Regions from separate parts of the Mus musculus genome. Here region 2 is linked to region 1. Evidence: chromatin contacts called from public Hi-C data. All regions are on one chromosome and are shown on one strand. Each heading gives the region's core, a stretch centred on a gene start, on an enhancer-like site or on the middle of the called end of the contact. The rest is flanking DNA. Distances are from core to core; before and after follow the strand shown. Region 1 overlaps Atxn1 (ataxin 1). Region 2 has its middle 100 kb from the start of Gm45949.

The links. A called contact is a pair of places that touch in the nucleus more often than the background predicts.
Region 2: a Hi-C map of cerebral cortex shows a contact between it and region 1, with 3 times the contacts expected there. The contact joins two enhancer-like sites. A contact is called at or near these places in 2 of 15 datasets of contacts at CTCF or cohesin (the NIH/3T3 cell line and pro-B cells), 21 of 484 Hi-C or Micro-C datasets (the C2C12 cell line, the G1E-ER4 cell line, bone marrow-derived macrophages and 14 more), 8 of 115 datasets of contacts at active chromatin or transcription factors (astrocytes, cardiomyocytes, craniofacial prominence and 5 more) and 1 of 9 other capture datasets (embryonic stem cells).

The regions. Positions count from the first base shown.
Region 1 is chr13:45,561,259-45,568,216 of GRCm38.p6, reverse strand. Atxn1 (ataxin 1) reads left to right here. Exons shown (of 8, transcript NM_009124.6): 7 at 1-1,644. Among named protein-coding and RNA genes, the nearest start is that of Gm34582, 39 kb to the right of the region's middle. Within about 2 kb of position 3,101, at least 8 of the 459 cell types and tissues checked have an H3K27ac peak or open chromatin away from gene starts, as enhancers often do. A contact at or near this core is called in cerebral cortex, where this site is marked.
Region 2 is chr13:46,157,942-46,164,899 of GRCm38.p6, reverse strand. No RefSeq gene overlaps it. Among named protein-coding and RNA genes, the nearest start is that of Gm45949, 100 kb to the right of the region's middle. Within about 2 kb of position 2,784, at least 77 of the 459 cell types and tissues checked have an H3K27ac peak or open chromatin away from gene starts, as enhancers often do. A contact at or near this core is called in cerebral cortex, where this site is marked.

The DNA of each region.
Region 1 (6,958 bases), core at 1,852-4,351:
GAGCATGGTTTACAAGGAATGGGTTTACATAAAGCACTGTCCGCAGGGCTGGATTACTCCCCACCCAGTGCCCCCAGGTCAGTCCCCACAGCCAACACGCTGCCCACCGTGTACCCTCCTCCTCAGTCAGGGACCCCGGTGTCTCCTGTGCAGTACGCCCACCTTTCGCATACCTTCCAGTTCATTGGGTCCTCCCAATACAGTGGGCCTTACGCGGGCTTTATCCCTTCCCAGCTGATCTCCCCATCAGGCAACCCGGTCACCAGTGCAGTAGCCTCAGCTGCAGGGGCCACCACTCCATCACAGCGCTCCCAGCTGGAGGCTTATTCCACCCTGCTGGCCAACATGGGCAGTCTGAGCCAGGCACCAGGACATAAGGTTGAGCCCCCTCCGCAGCAGCACCTCAGCAGGGCTGCAGGATTAGTCAACCCGGGGTCCCCTCCTCCACCCACCCAGCAGAACCAGTACATCCATATTTCCAGCTCTCCACAGAGCTCCGGGCGGGCGACATCTCCCCCACCCATCCCGGTCCACCTCCATCCCCATCAGACGATGATCCCGCACACACTCACCCTGGGGCCTTCATCCCAGGTGGTTGTGCAATATAGTGATGCCGGAGGCCACTTTGTTCCTCGAGAGTCCACCAAAAAAGCCGAGAGCAGCAGGTTGCAGCAGGCTATGCAAGCCAAGGAAGTCCTGAATGGGGAGATGGAGAAAAGCCGGAGGTATGGGGCATCATCTTCTGTGGAGCTGAGCCTAGGCAAGGCAAGCAGTAAGTCAGTGCCTCATCCCTATGAGTCCAGGCATGTGGTGGTCCACCCAAGCCCAGCAGACTACAGCAGTCGTGATACCTCCGGGGTCCGTGGATCTGTGATGGTTCTGCCTAATAGCAGCACACCCTCAGCCGACCTGGAGGCCCAGCAGACCACGCATCGAGAGGCCTCCCCATCCACCCTCAATGACAAGAGCGGCCTGCACCTAGGGAAGCCGGGCCACAGGTCTTATGCGCTGTCCCCCCACACGGTCATTCAGACCACACACAGTGCATCAGAGCCTCTCCCGGTGGGCCTACCAGCCACGGCCTTCTACGCTGGCACTCAACCTCCTGTCATCGGCTACCTGAGCGGCCAGCAGCAAGCAATCACCTATGCTGGTGGTCTGCCGCAGCACCTGGTGATCCCAGGTAACCAGCCCCTGCTCATCCCGGTGGGCAGCCCTGACATGGACACGCCTGGGGCAGCCTCGGCCATCGTGACGTCATCACCCCAGTTTGCTGCAGTACCTCACACGTTTGTCACCACCGCCCTGCCCAAGAGCGAGAACTTCAACCCAGAGGCTCTGGTCACCCAGGCTGCCTACCCAGCCATGGTGCAGGCCCAGATCCACCTGCCGGTGGTGCAGTCCGTGGCGTCCCCCACCACGGCGTCTCCCACGCTGCCGCCATATTTCATGAAAGGCTCCATCATCCAGCTGGCCAACGGGGAGCTGAAGAAGGTGGAGGACCTGAAGACGGAGGATTTCATCCAGAGTGCAGAGATTAGCAATGACCTCAAGATCGACTCCAGTACTGTGGAGAGAATCGAGGAGAGCCACAGCCCCGGGGTGGCCGTGATACAGTTTGCTGTTGGTGAACACCGAGCCCAGGTAACCCTCACCAGGGTCATACAGGTAGGGGGCCCCTACTCCCGTTCTATCATCTCCTGGCATGGTGATTACATCAGGTAGGGTTCCCATGGTAACCTGGGGACCGAAGGGTGTGTGTGGAAGGAGAGAGAGAGAGAGAGAGAGAGAGAGAGAGACTCTTCAGGGCTGAAGAAGAGTTCCCTTAAGAGAGAGCCACCACAGATAGTATACTTGGCAGGTCCTAAAGATGTGTCGGGGGTTGGGGCTCTTGTTCTTCTAGGTTTAGGGTCATATGAGGAGTGGGTAGGGGTAGCTTAATACCACATGACCTAAACTACATGCCAAAAGTCACAAAGTAGGAAAACAGACACCCGGTATGTTCTCAGCTTCACAGTATCTAACTGATGTCCACTAATCTGATCCTCCTGCCTCTGTCTCCAAAGATACGGGATTATAGGCAAGAACCACCATGCCCAGTTTATTTGGTATTGGGCATCCAGCCCAGGACCTTATGCCTGCTAGGCAAGGACTCTGCTAATTGAGCTACATCTTGTTCACCTTTCCAGAATCTTAAATCATCTTCCAGCATTTATCCAGAGCCTACTCATATGCAACAGCAGCTTTACTGACCACATTGCTGAGTCGGCCAGGCTTGTCCCCATCCCCACCCCTCCCAACCCGCTCCATGGGCAAATCTCCCACAAGATCAGATGTGGGATCTTGGTCGAGGTCACAGGCCCTGCTTCCCTGAAGCCTTTTAACCTAGAATGTTCTTTATGGATGTATGCCCCAGTCATTCAGTATTTGGTAAGACCAAGAAAGTTTTCTGAAAAGTTCTGAGTCTGAGGAGAAGATGGTGGCATGTTTATTTAGAGCATATAAGGCTATTGCTCACATCTTACGTAAAATGACATCAGCTCAATGGGCTCTCACGCCCTAGGTGAACCATGGAAATGGACTAAGATGTGTTCTTCCTCAGTTTTAGCCCTTAGAATGCAAGTCTGACCAGAGGCAATCAGGCAAAGCTCTGATTGATTTATTTCAATGCTGGGAATTGAACCCAACAATCTTTCTGTGTTTATCCCTGCTTGGAAATCCTCAAAAATGAGTATTCAAACCGCGAAGACACTGGCTTTGCTGTGAGGTCAGACCACGCTCTCCCCCTGACCATCCCCAAAGTGTACATGTGCGCACACGCGCGTGCACACACACACACACACCATTGCCTGACAGCAGGGGTCCCAGCAGTGTGATGGACAGACAGACCATCTATATCTCTCCTGTCATGGAAAGTGCCTTTGCAAAGCTAGACCAGAGAGGCCTGTGGTCTGCTAATGAGACTTCTTGGGTTTGGGGCCATGGAAATAAAAGAACAAGGCTCAGACCCAACCAGTGATTTGTGGCTTTATTTTAGAAGCCTATCAGAGATCGGCTGACATCATCACAGCTGAAATGCTCCACAAGCCGTGCTTGCACACGCAGCAGGCTTGAAATCACAGAGCCAGACGGAGAAAAAGGGAGAGAGGGGGAAGCCCAGTAAGGGAGAAAGAATGACAGCAGATTTAATTGATCTTGCAATGGCAGCCCTCCTTCTCCAGTATCTCTGGGAAGACCTTTCTCCCTAGCCTGAGCAGATGTCTGGGTCTCTGCAACTGGTTAGATACAGCTCACAGCAACACCCACAGGGAAATATAGAAATAAGCGAATTGTTGGACTTCTGGAGCAAAATCCCAAAATCAGTTAGGGAACTTGTGGAAGAAAGATGGTTTCTCTCAGACAGAAATAGCTTTGTGACCCTAGACATAAGTTCTACAGGAACAGAAATCTGCAAGGAGGGATGGCTTCAGAAAACCTCCAAGGTCCTTCCCAGAGAACACTGAGGGGCAGTGAGGAGAGCTGGAAGCCCAGATGTGCATTTGTGTGGGGCAAGTGGTTTTCCCATGCTTCCCCAGTGGATGTTCTCTCTTTTCTAAAACAGGCTAACCTAAGGATGCTGTATAAAGACAATCTTCTCATCTTGTAGGGTTTGGTTTGGTTTTGTTTTCCATTGTTGTTTGGGGTTTTAAATTTTATGTGTGTGTTTGTCTATGTGTGTCTATGTGTGTATGTGTATGGTGTCTGTGTGGGTATCTATGTATCTGTCTGTGTATATGTATGTGTGTCTGTCTATGGAGGTATGGGGGTATATGTGTGTATGTGTGTGTCTATGGTGTATGTGTGTGGTGTGTGTATATCTGTGTCTGTGTGACTGTCTATGGAGTATATGTGTGTATATATGTCTGTGGTGTACTGTATGTCTATCTATGAGATATATGTGTGTGGGTGTGTGGGTGTGTCTATGGTGTGTATATGTATGGCTCTGTCTATAGAGTTTATATGTATGAGTGTGTCTGTGGTACGTGTGTCTGTCTGTCTGTCCATAGTGTGTATGTATGTGTCTATGCTGTACATAATGTTTGTGTGTGTTGGAATCTAGTTCCTTGTACATCACCAGACAAAAGTTGTACTACTTAAGGTTTCTGCCCTTCACCTTCCTCATCTGTTTGTTTGCTTGGTTTTGTTTGAAACCTTTGATTTTCTGTCTTCCAGAACAAACCTGGTTGTTTTTATTTGCTTCAGTGATCAAAAGTTAAAAGTATATTCAGGGAATATTCTAGAGGCATCCAGATAATCAGACATGGATATTGTAGGAACAGAAGTAGGTATTTGTGTTGGTGACTGTTGGGGAGGGGAAGGAGAGAGAGAGAGAGGTGGGGGAGAATTTTATGTCTAAGAGTGTAGGTGCAAAAGCCTGTAGAGCCCATGAGGAAGCAGGGAAGGATGGTGGCTGTCTACCTCTCTCCCTCCCTGCCTTACTACCGTAATACCTTCAGATGAGAATGCTTTCCTTTAGTCTAGGCTGGCTGGCCAGCAAACCCTGGAAATGTATGCTCTAATATGCTGGTGTTACAAGCATACATAGCCACCCTGGATTTTCACATGGGTGTTGGGGATTCAAACTCAGGTCCTCTTGTTTGTGTGGCAAGAGTACCATTACCCACAGAGCCATGTTCCCACGCCCTTGGCCACTATTAAGTTAGGAGCTGAATCCTAACTTCTCTCACATAACTTTCTCTTGTGGAAAGATGCCTCCAATGTTGTCTCTGTCTGGCATTTATGATGAGGAAGTAATATTATAGTATAATGCTTTTTCTATGTTTGTCATCCACCATCTCTGGCTTTGCTGCACAGTGCACTGTTACACCCTTGTAGAACAGCGCTATGGCACAGACTATAAGCATCTGTCCCTAAGACTGTGTTTGCCAAGGAAAGCAAGCTCTTTCCTCTCTAGGTAGACAAGTAGAGCATCCCACAAAGGCAGGTTCGGCCTGGGAGCCCCACAGGACATCAGATTTCTTTCTTTGGGTTAGTTCCCAAATATATCCCACTTCCTGTTCCTAGTATTGAGCCATAAGCCTGGGGCATGGCTCAGCTATGGGATCCGGAGTAAAGAAAGAAAAAGAAAAGAAAAAGGAATTAGTATCATGGTATGATGCAAGTTTATGAGCTGGGGAAATGCATTTGTAGATACACCAAACCCAAAATGTCTCAGTGTGTCCTCCATACCTGGTGGCCCTGGCACTTGGCACAGTGTTCATTATTCTGTAAGCAACGTTGACCCTGAAAAGGGAGAGGTTTGCTTCTGGAGAGAAAATACACCATTGTCTGCTCTGAAAATAACTTACAGAAGAAAGTCTTCTCAACACTAGTCAGAAAGATGGCTTTCTCCGTGAAGCCAGCAAAGCCACCCTGAGCCTGCCTCTCTCCTTGTTGTCTGTCCCAGTGCTGAGGAAGGCCATTGCTCCCACTTCTACTAGGTAGTCTAAATGGACACTCTAGCTGGCATGAGTATAGGTATCCAGCCAGCAGTAGGAGCCAGATATGAGTGAGGACCAGAAGTCCACCCCTTCAGAGCAGCACGAGGACCCGTGTACAAAGTTAGAAATCAGCAGCCGTCATCACCACTAGGGAAGCTCCTATCCAAGAGCACACCACTGGCTAGCCACTTTTGGCTTCTGTCCTCAGTGCCTCCTGGTGGACAGCAGCCTGCTCATCTCTGCCCCTGGACATCAGCTTTTCTGAAGAGCACCCAGGACGCACTCAGCAGCACCTTGGTAAAGCGTGCCATTTGTAAAGTGCTCTGGCCCGCTGCTGCCGCTCTCCTCCTCCTCGATGCTGAGCTCTGTGTTATTAGGGCTGTCTGTCACTTCCCAGGTCCTCCTGAGGTGACTGCTTCCCTGGCTTCCTTGGTGGCTTCTTTATATTCACTGTTGCTTCCCTTCCCCCCGTGTGGGCAGGTGCACACGCTCCCGTGGCGGGCTAGGATGCTGTGCTCGCTGTGTGTGGATGGATGGCTTTTCTTTCATTCCGCTATTTCTCAGTTTGACTGCTGTGGACTGTGAGTCACTGGTGGTGATGTTTTAATGGATTAGCTGGATCCTAAAAATAGGCCAGGCACTCATGCAAGCAGTAAATAAGCCTGAAGAGTCAGTCCCTTAGCTACCAGGAGAAGCATGCTCAACAATATCTGCTGTCCAGGCTGGTAGAAACAAAAACAAATCCATCAAAACACAAATGGTCCGTGGCCTGACTGAAGGCCATGTGCTAGGTCTATGGACCAGTTGTCAATGATACCTTACTTCCAATCAGTTCTGATGTCAAAAGGCTCTCTCTAGGAAACTGCATCAAACCATTCTTGTGTGTCTTTTGATCCACGAGGTGGCACAGGACTGTAGTCCTAGCTACCTAGGCAGGAGGATTACTTGAGCCTGGAAGTTTGAGAGGAGCTTGGGTATCGTAGCCATCAAAATAGAAGAAACCTGTTGCTCTTCAATCATTTTAGGGTATAAGTGTCCCCTACTTGATGGTCTTATTCTTGATGACAAGTTGCTTTAGACCATGGTCTTTACGGCTTGGCTTTATTTTACTTTGTCTTAAGGTATCACCCTACCTGACCTTAAACTCTTGGCAGTCCCCCTGCCTCAGACTTCTGAGAGCCAAAAATGCTCCCACAAAAAGGCTAAGTCATGTGACTAGAGGCTTTTAAATAGAACGCTCCCCGATCCTTTCACACTTTACTGAAGAGCTTGAAAGCTTTTATTAATGATTTTGAAACACTGAAATCAGTAGCTCACTCTCAGCCCACTTCATCCTCACTGTGGAGTCCTCTGCTTTGCTTTGTGTTGGGAACATAGTCCTGCAGTTCCTTCTCAGAGGAAAAGAGCAGGTTTAAAAAAAGAAAAAAAAGATTTTGTAATTTCACCCCGCAGGCAATCAGGAGCTCCATGCTCAGTAA
Region 2 (6,958 bases), core at 1,535-4,034, 600 kb before region 1:
GAGGCCAAACGTTTCACTGGAGACACACGATGTTTTATTTAAAAGATGACTAAACATTCTTTCAACATGGAGAGATTTCACAGAATACGCTGCTGATAAGATGTAGGTCATTTGGCAGTACATCTGTACTCCTTATTTTTTTAAATAATATTACATTAATTAGTTTGTTTGTGTGCACACATGCACATACTCGTGTGCGAGCATGCATGTAGCATGTACATATGTGGGTGGACGTGTACCATAGCATCTGTGTAGAGGTCACAAGACAACGTTCTTGATTTGGTTTTCCCCTTCCCCCAAGTGGATCCAGGAGTCAAACTCAGATCGTCAGCCTTGGCCACAAGCACCTGTGTGGACTGAGCCATCTCATCACCCCAGGTCTGTGTTCTTGATTACAGCAATTCCCCAGAACTGCTGACTGCTGGACAGGCACTTTTTTTTTGCAGAGGGCAAAAAGTCCACATATAGATAAGCACCGGAGAAGCTGGGGAAAGTTAAGCAAGCAGCTTAGCTCTTCAAAGGAAGAAGATGCTTAGCTGTCCTCCCAGAATGCTGGGAAGAAAGACTGTAGATGCTTAGCTGTCCTCCCAGGATGCTGGGAAGAAAGACTGTAGTTTACAACCCGGAGTCCCTTTGGTATCTCTTGAGCCAGGCTTTTCCATATTCATATTTTGCTATCCCAGACCCTTTTCCCCTTAAACCTTGAGTATTGTTTCCAGGCCATAAAATTCATACTTATGAGTGATGTCTTCTTGGGCTTTACAACAGCCTAAGTGGCTTCTGTGTTCTCGTAGGGACAATCCAATCCTGACACCCACAGGCATTGTGTAGAACTCATTCCCCCCAGACCCTGAATCTTGGACACTCTCTCCGAATCAACAGTACCCATCTTTGTGAAAGAAGCCAGATGGACTCTGTAAAGACTCTCACTGTAAACATGCCTTAAATTTGTTCTACACTTAGGACTGGGTTATAATTGTTATCAGAAAAAAAATGTCCCAAAAGTGTGCTGTCCTTACATGAACCAACTGGAGTCAGACTCTCAAAGTTTGAATGCAGAGTCACACTGAACTGAGTTCCATTCTTGTCTTATTCTTGTATTATTTGAGGGACTCCCTCCCCTGCCTCCACAGGCTTTAATCTTCCTGTTTTGTTTTGTTTTTTTCATAACCTCTACTCTTTCCATCTGTGCTCATTACTCTAGGCTGGCCAATGTCTCTAAAAGCTGAAACTGAAAATTTGTGTCCTTGGAATACCAGCATCCTCCTGGCAGCCTGCTTCCCTCACCTGTGTTAACTACTCAGCCCTGGTGGGGTTGAGCTCACAACCCCTGATGTTATTGGCATTGGAACTAAATGTGCCACACATACATTTGGGACAAAGGAGTTACCCAGGCTGGGAGATGAGATAGTTTTCCACAGTGGAGATCCAAGAAGGGTACATCACAAAGAGCCCAAGGGGACAAGTGAGGTGGCTCTGGGGATCAAAGCTCTTGCTACCAAGCCTGATGACCTGAGTTTAATTCCCTGGACTCGATGTAGGACTAAAAGAACTAACTCTGGTAATTTTTCTTCTGATCTCCGTAAGCATACACCAAGCACATGTGTTTGTGAATACACACACAGACACACACACAGAGACACACAGAGACACAAACAATACACAGACACACACAGACACATACACAGACACACACAGAGACACACAAACACACACAAACAACACACAGAAACATACAGGCACACACAGAGACACTAACAACACACAGACACACACAGGCACACAGATACAAAAACAAGCACACACAGGCACACAGATACAAAAACAAGCACACACAGACACACACATAAACACACACACACAGACAAACACATTCACACACACGGGCACAGAGACACACAGACAAAGACACACAGGAACACAGAGAAACAGACACACACACCGACAAAGACACAGACATACACACATACACACACAGATACACACACAGATAAACACATTCACACACACAGGCACACAGAGACACACAGACACAGGGACAAAAACATACACACAGAGACAGACAAACAGGCAGACACACAGAGATACACAGGCACACAGACATACACACAAAAACACATTCACACACACATTCACACAGAGACACACACATTCACACAGAGACACACAGACAAAGACACACACAGGCACACAGAGACATACAGACACACACACAGATACAGACAGACAGACAGACACACACACGTAGACACACACACACACACACACACACAGAGGCTGTGAAGAACTGTTTTCCCAGCCCAGGCTTATTTTACAGGCAACCCAATATACCTCAGACGACTTGATTTTTTTCACGTGAAATCTCTTTTTCATGTCATCAGGGATTCTTTTCCCCTCCTGCCTGCTTTGGGCTATTCTCCTATCCAAGGTGGCCTTCCAATTGTCCTCTACAGTTCCCATCCCTCTGGATTCAGCTTCCTGAGTTACCTACTTTGCCTCCTCAGAAGTTCCTACTTCTCAGTAGAGAAGCTGTGTGTTCTTCTGACTTCCTCAGACCGAAGGATAAGCTCCTTAAGTTTGCATGTTTATATATTCATCTAAATCCTCCTACCACGCAGCTGAGGATGGACACAAACCTATCTTGCAGCCTTCAAAACAGGGGAAGCGCTTCCCAATAGCAGCCACTAGAGGTCGCTCATCCACACACTCTTGCCCGGCCCAGGTTCCCGACTGCACATGGATTACTAGACAAGCTGGAAGTAGGGCAGGCTGTCTTTATTTCTTTTTCTCTCCAACACAGCCTCGGGCCATCAGAGCTTCTGATGTCAGGGTCCCTGCCGTGCAAGCTGCAGAACAGAAAGCGCTGCGAATCACAAAGGTCACTGCCTCTGCTCTTTGCATCCACTGCTCACCTGAAATCTTCTGCTTCTCCGCCAAGAGCCCCAGCCCAGGTTCTGATTGCTTTTTCCCAGCTCCAGTGTTCCCGAAGTGGGAGGGGGAGCATGTGACCACTGAGTGCAATGTATATGCGTGCTTACAGATTATGCCTCAGATCAGCGATGTGTGGAGAAAGATTTCCACACACATGCTACTCCTATGATCCTCGGGGAGTTTCTGAGCTGGGCACAGCGCTGGCCTTTGCATAATAAGCCCTAGCAAATGGGCCAAGCTTAAGGTAGAGACAGTGATCAGATCATACTTAAGAGACTTCATGAGCCCAAAGCACCACTATGAAGCAGTAAGTTGGGAGATCGGACTAATGCTGTAGATGGGTGGGAAGGGAAGAAATGAAGGCAGCTCTAGCTCAGAGAAATATGAGCCTTGCGTGGCTGAGAGCCTAGCATGGTGTCCTGTGGGCATTTAGGGGGCGGGCAGAATGCCGATGGGAGTTGACAGTGACTCATTCAAGTGGCCGTGTCACTTGTAAACATCCAGGGAGTGTGCAGATGCTGGGAAGCAAGCTAGCACAGTGTGGATGAGTGAAGTTCTGGCTGCCAACCCCCCTAAAAGCAAGCTCAAGCATGCCACCGGCAGTTTCTAAAGTAGCGTTTAGACCTGCTGGCCAACTTCAAAGGGAAGGCACCCTGATCAAAAGGCTGTATTCATGAGCATGTGCAGCTGGACTCCCTGTGCTCTGGCATTGATTAGCCATGAGTTAAGCCCTCTGTACCTCAGCTTGCTCACATATGAAATGGGACTGATAGTCCTAGCCCCCCACCCCCCCCCAACCCCCGCCTCACAGGTGTGGCTAGACACAAAGTCCTTAGAGTATAGTGCCTGGTGCAGGTCCAGGGTAGAGTCACATGTTACTGAGTTTGAAATGCAGCATCAGGACATCATTGAGCCAACTTGTGTACACACATCTAGACAAGCAAGACATCGAGAAACTATGCTTTCCAAATGGTCTTCTTGTTCTGGCGTAGCAAGTCGGTAGGGACACCTGGGAGCAGAGTTGGATTGCCTTTGCCCTCTCTCTCTCTCTATCCCTGCAGGCCACCAGTAGTGTGTGTATTGTCACACTGGGAGGCTATGCTAGAAGATCCTGGGGTTTTCACCATGCCAGGTCACAAAGAGCCCTGATTTACAGCCCTGTAACAACACTACTTTTAAAGAAGTCTCTCACCTTGCCTTAAAGCCTTGAAGTGGCCACCAACTCTACCTCCCTGTGAATGGGGCTGCTCTCAGGTCTCCATTTTCAGAACAGAGAGGTATCGTCCATATGAAAGATCATGTTCCGCAAGTAGCTCCACCCCCTACCCCCAATCAGCTTCCCCAGAGTATCCAAGAGCCACCAGCCCTGGGAGGCCCACTGTTCATTCTGACACTGAGCAACAAAATAACATTCCTTGACTAGCTCAAACCACCTGGAACCTCGACATTGTGGGTGGGTCCAGTTTCAAGGCAGAAAGGGGTCCCGATTGTCTTGCCGCTGAGATACAATGTAGCTCTGTCTGGTCTTCCATCCAGGCCATTGGGGGCTCCTCCAAATCTTACAGCACCTCATCTGAGTAGTTTTCCAGTTTGGGAAATAGGGGTTCAGAGAGTACAGGCTGGCCTTGAACTCCCCAAGGATGACTCTCTACTTCTGATCCTCTTGTCTCTATCTCCCAAGTGCTAGGATTACCACCCTCAGCTTCCAGTTTCCATTGCCTTCCACAAATCAGATCCTTAAACAGCTTCGATCGCCTTGTACACATTTTTCAAGACCATAGCTGCAAACTGGGGCATGCTTGATTGGAGAGCAATAACCATCATCGATTTTCCACCTCCGTAGCCCTTAATCACTTTAAATTTCATTTCCAGGTCAATTACTCCATGTGACCTCTTGCTGGTAACATTAGCAGCAGATTTTTATATTTAGGGTCCACGATGAACAGAGCATGAGGTTAAATCAAGCACCAGAGAACGATGCTATCAACACACACTGTAAACCTAAACACAGGATCAAAGGATTCAATGGCGAGTCACACATCGTGTTTACAGTAAGTCCCCCCCCCCCACTAAGATAAATTGTGCTGGTCAGTTTTAACTATCTGCTTGAACCTAGGATCACCTGGGAAGAGAGTCTTAATGGGGAATTATCTAGACCAGCTTGGCCTGTGGCTATGTCTGTGGGGGATGCGTTTTTGATTATTAACAGAGGTGGGAAGGTCTACCCTGAACACAGGTGGGACCATTTCATAGGCTTAGCCCTGAACTGATCAGTGGGGGAAAGAGCGATCTGAGCACAAGAAAGCAGGTAGCGCGTGCAGATGAGATTCAGTCTGTCTTCGACTGTGGCTTTGATGTGGCTAGCTGTGTGAGTTCCTGTCGTGACTTCTCCGAAATGATGGACATCATCATCAAGTGTTGCGCATGTATACAGCTTTTACGGTGTCGGTGTGCATTTACATAACTGCCACATTGGTGGTTTAGTTCACATAAGCACGGTCACAGATTCGCATGACTTATTGTACTGCGATATAAATGTCGTGAAGCTCCAAGGGTTTCCCAGTTTCAATATAGCCTTAGAGGTCCACCGCTCTTCATTGGTTGATACAATGCTGAGTTTGATGACATCTGTGCCCTTTCTTACTATTACTGCTATGTTTGGGTTGTATCGATGTTTTACCCCAGGGAATGTACAACTGCTGAGTTATATTCTTTGCACATCCTGAGGTTACCAGCACATGTCTAGGGGGTGACAGAAAGAAGAACCATCCTGAGTTTCACAAGAACATGACTAATTTTCTAACAGCATATCACACTTTCCCTACACCTCGATTATAAGATACGGATACCTTGTTCCCCCTCAAAGTGTTACCTGATTTCTCTGTCATCTATTTTCAAAAGTCGCGTACTCTGTGCAAGAATGAATTTGGGTCTTGTTTTGGAAGTGTTGGCTGTCAGAATCTTGAAAAAACAAAGTGCATCTTTGGTTGGCCAAAGGCACTTCTACTTGGTGACATAAACCTGACTAAAAAGATCCCTTAATGAGAGTATTATGTATGTTCACATATTTACTGTCTAATATGAAAAAAAAATAAAAGAGCAAATAACATGCCAGGAACTTTTACACAGAGCAACTAAACTCCATATATATATATATATATATATATATATATATATATATATATATATATATATATGTAGTGTTTCCAGGTATAAGCCAAAATGTAATCATTATTATTTTTTTTTGCAGTACAGTAATTGCTTTCTTGAAATTTTTAATCCCAAGGTAGCAATGATAGCCAGTTCACCCTGTCCCCTCATGCACACGTGCTCACATGTGCTCAAACCCACGAGCGGCTTCTTGGCTAAACTGACTGGTGCTTGATGAAATGGGTGCGTTCGGTTTTAGCGATGAATGGTGGCATTTTGGAAAGGAAGGAGGCGGGGGACCTGCTCCACAGATGTAAAAGAACCATCCCACTTCCATGGGCAAGGAAAAGCAATGAGATATTAAGAAGTTACAAAGAAGTTCATCTTGTTATATATTGTTAAACTCCCACTATGACCTCTGGAGTTGTCTGCTAGGAAATGAGTGAGTGAGAATTGGGTGAGGCGGGACATGGGGTGGATATGGCAGAGTTAACGGGGGGCGGGGAGGGGAGGGGGGCTCTCATTAGAGAACAGGCTTCTAGGAAATAACAACAAAAGTGTCAAAATAAAATATACTAAGAGAAAAAAAAAAGCCTATCATATCGAAGCTGGACAAGTCAAGCCAACAGAAAAATAAAAGAACCCCAGAGACATGCTTGTTCATACATTCAGGAGTCTCATAAAAACACTAAACCAAAAGCTATAATGTATAACCAGAGGGCCTGGTAGAGACCTCTGTAGGCCCTGTGATTGCTGCTTCAGTGTTTGTGAGTTCATAGGGAGTTGGCTCATTTGTTTTAGAGAACTTTGTTCTCCTGGTGTCTTCCATTCCCTCTGGGCACATAGACACTGCAGCTGTCTTCAGACACACCAGAAG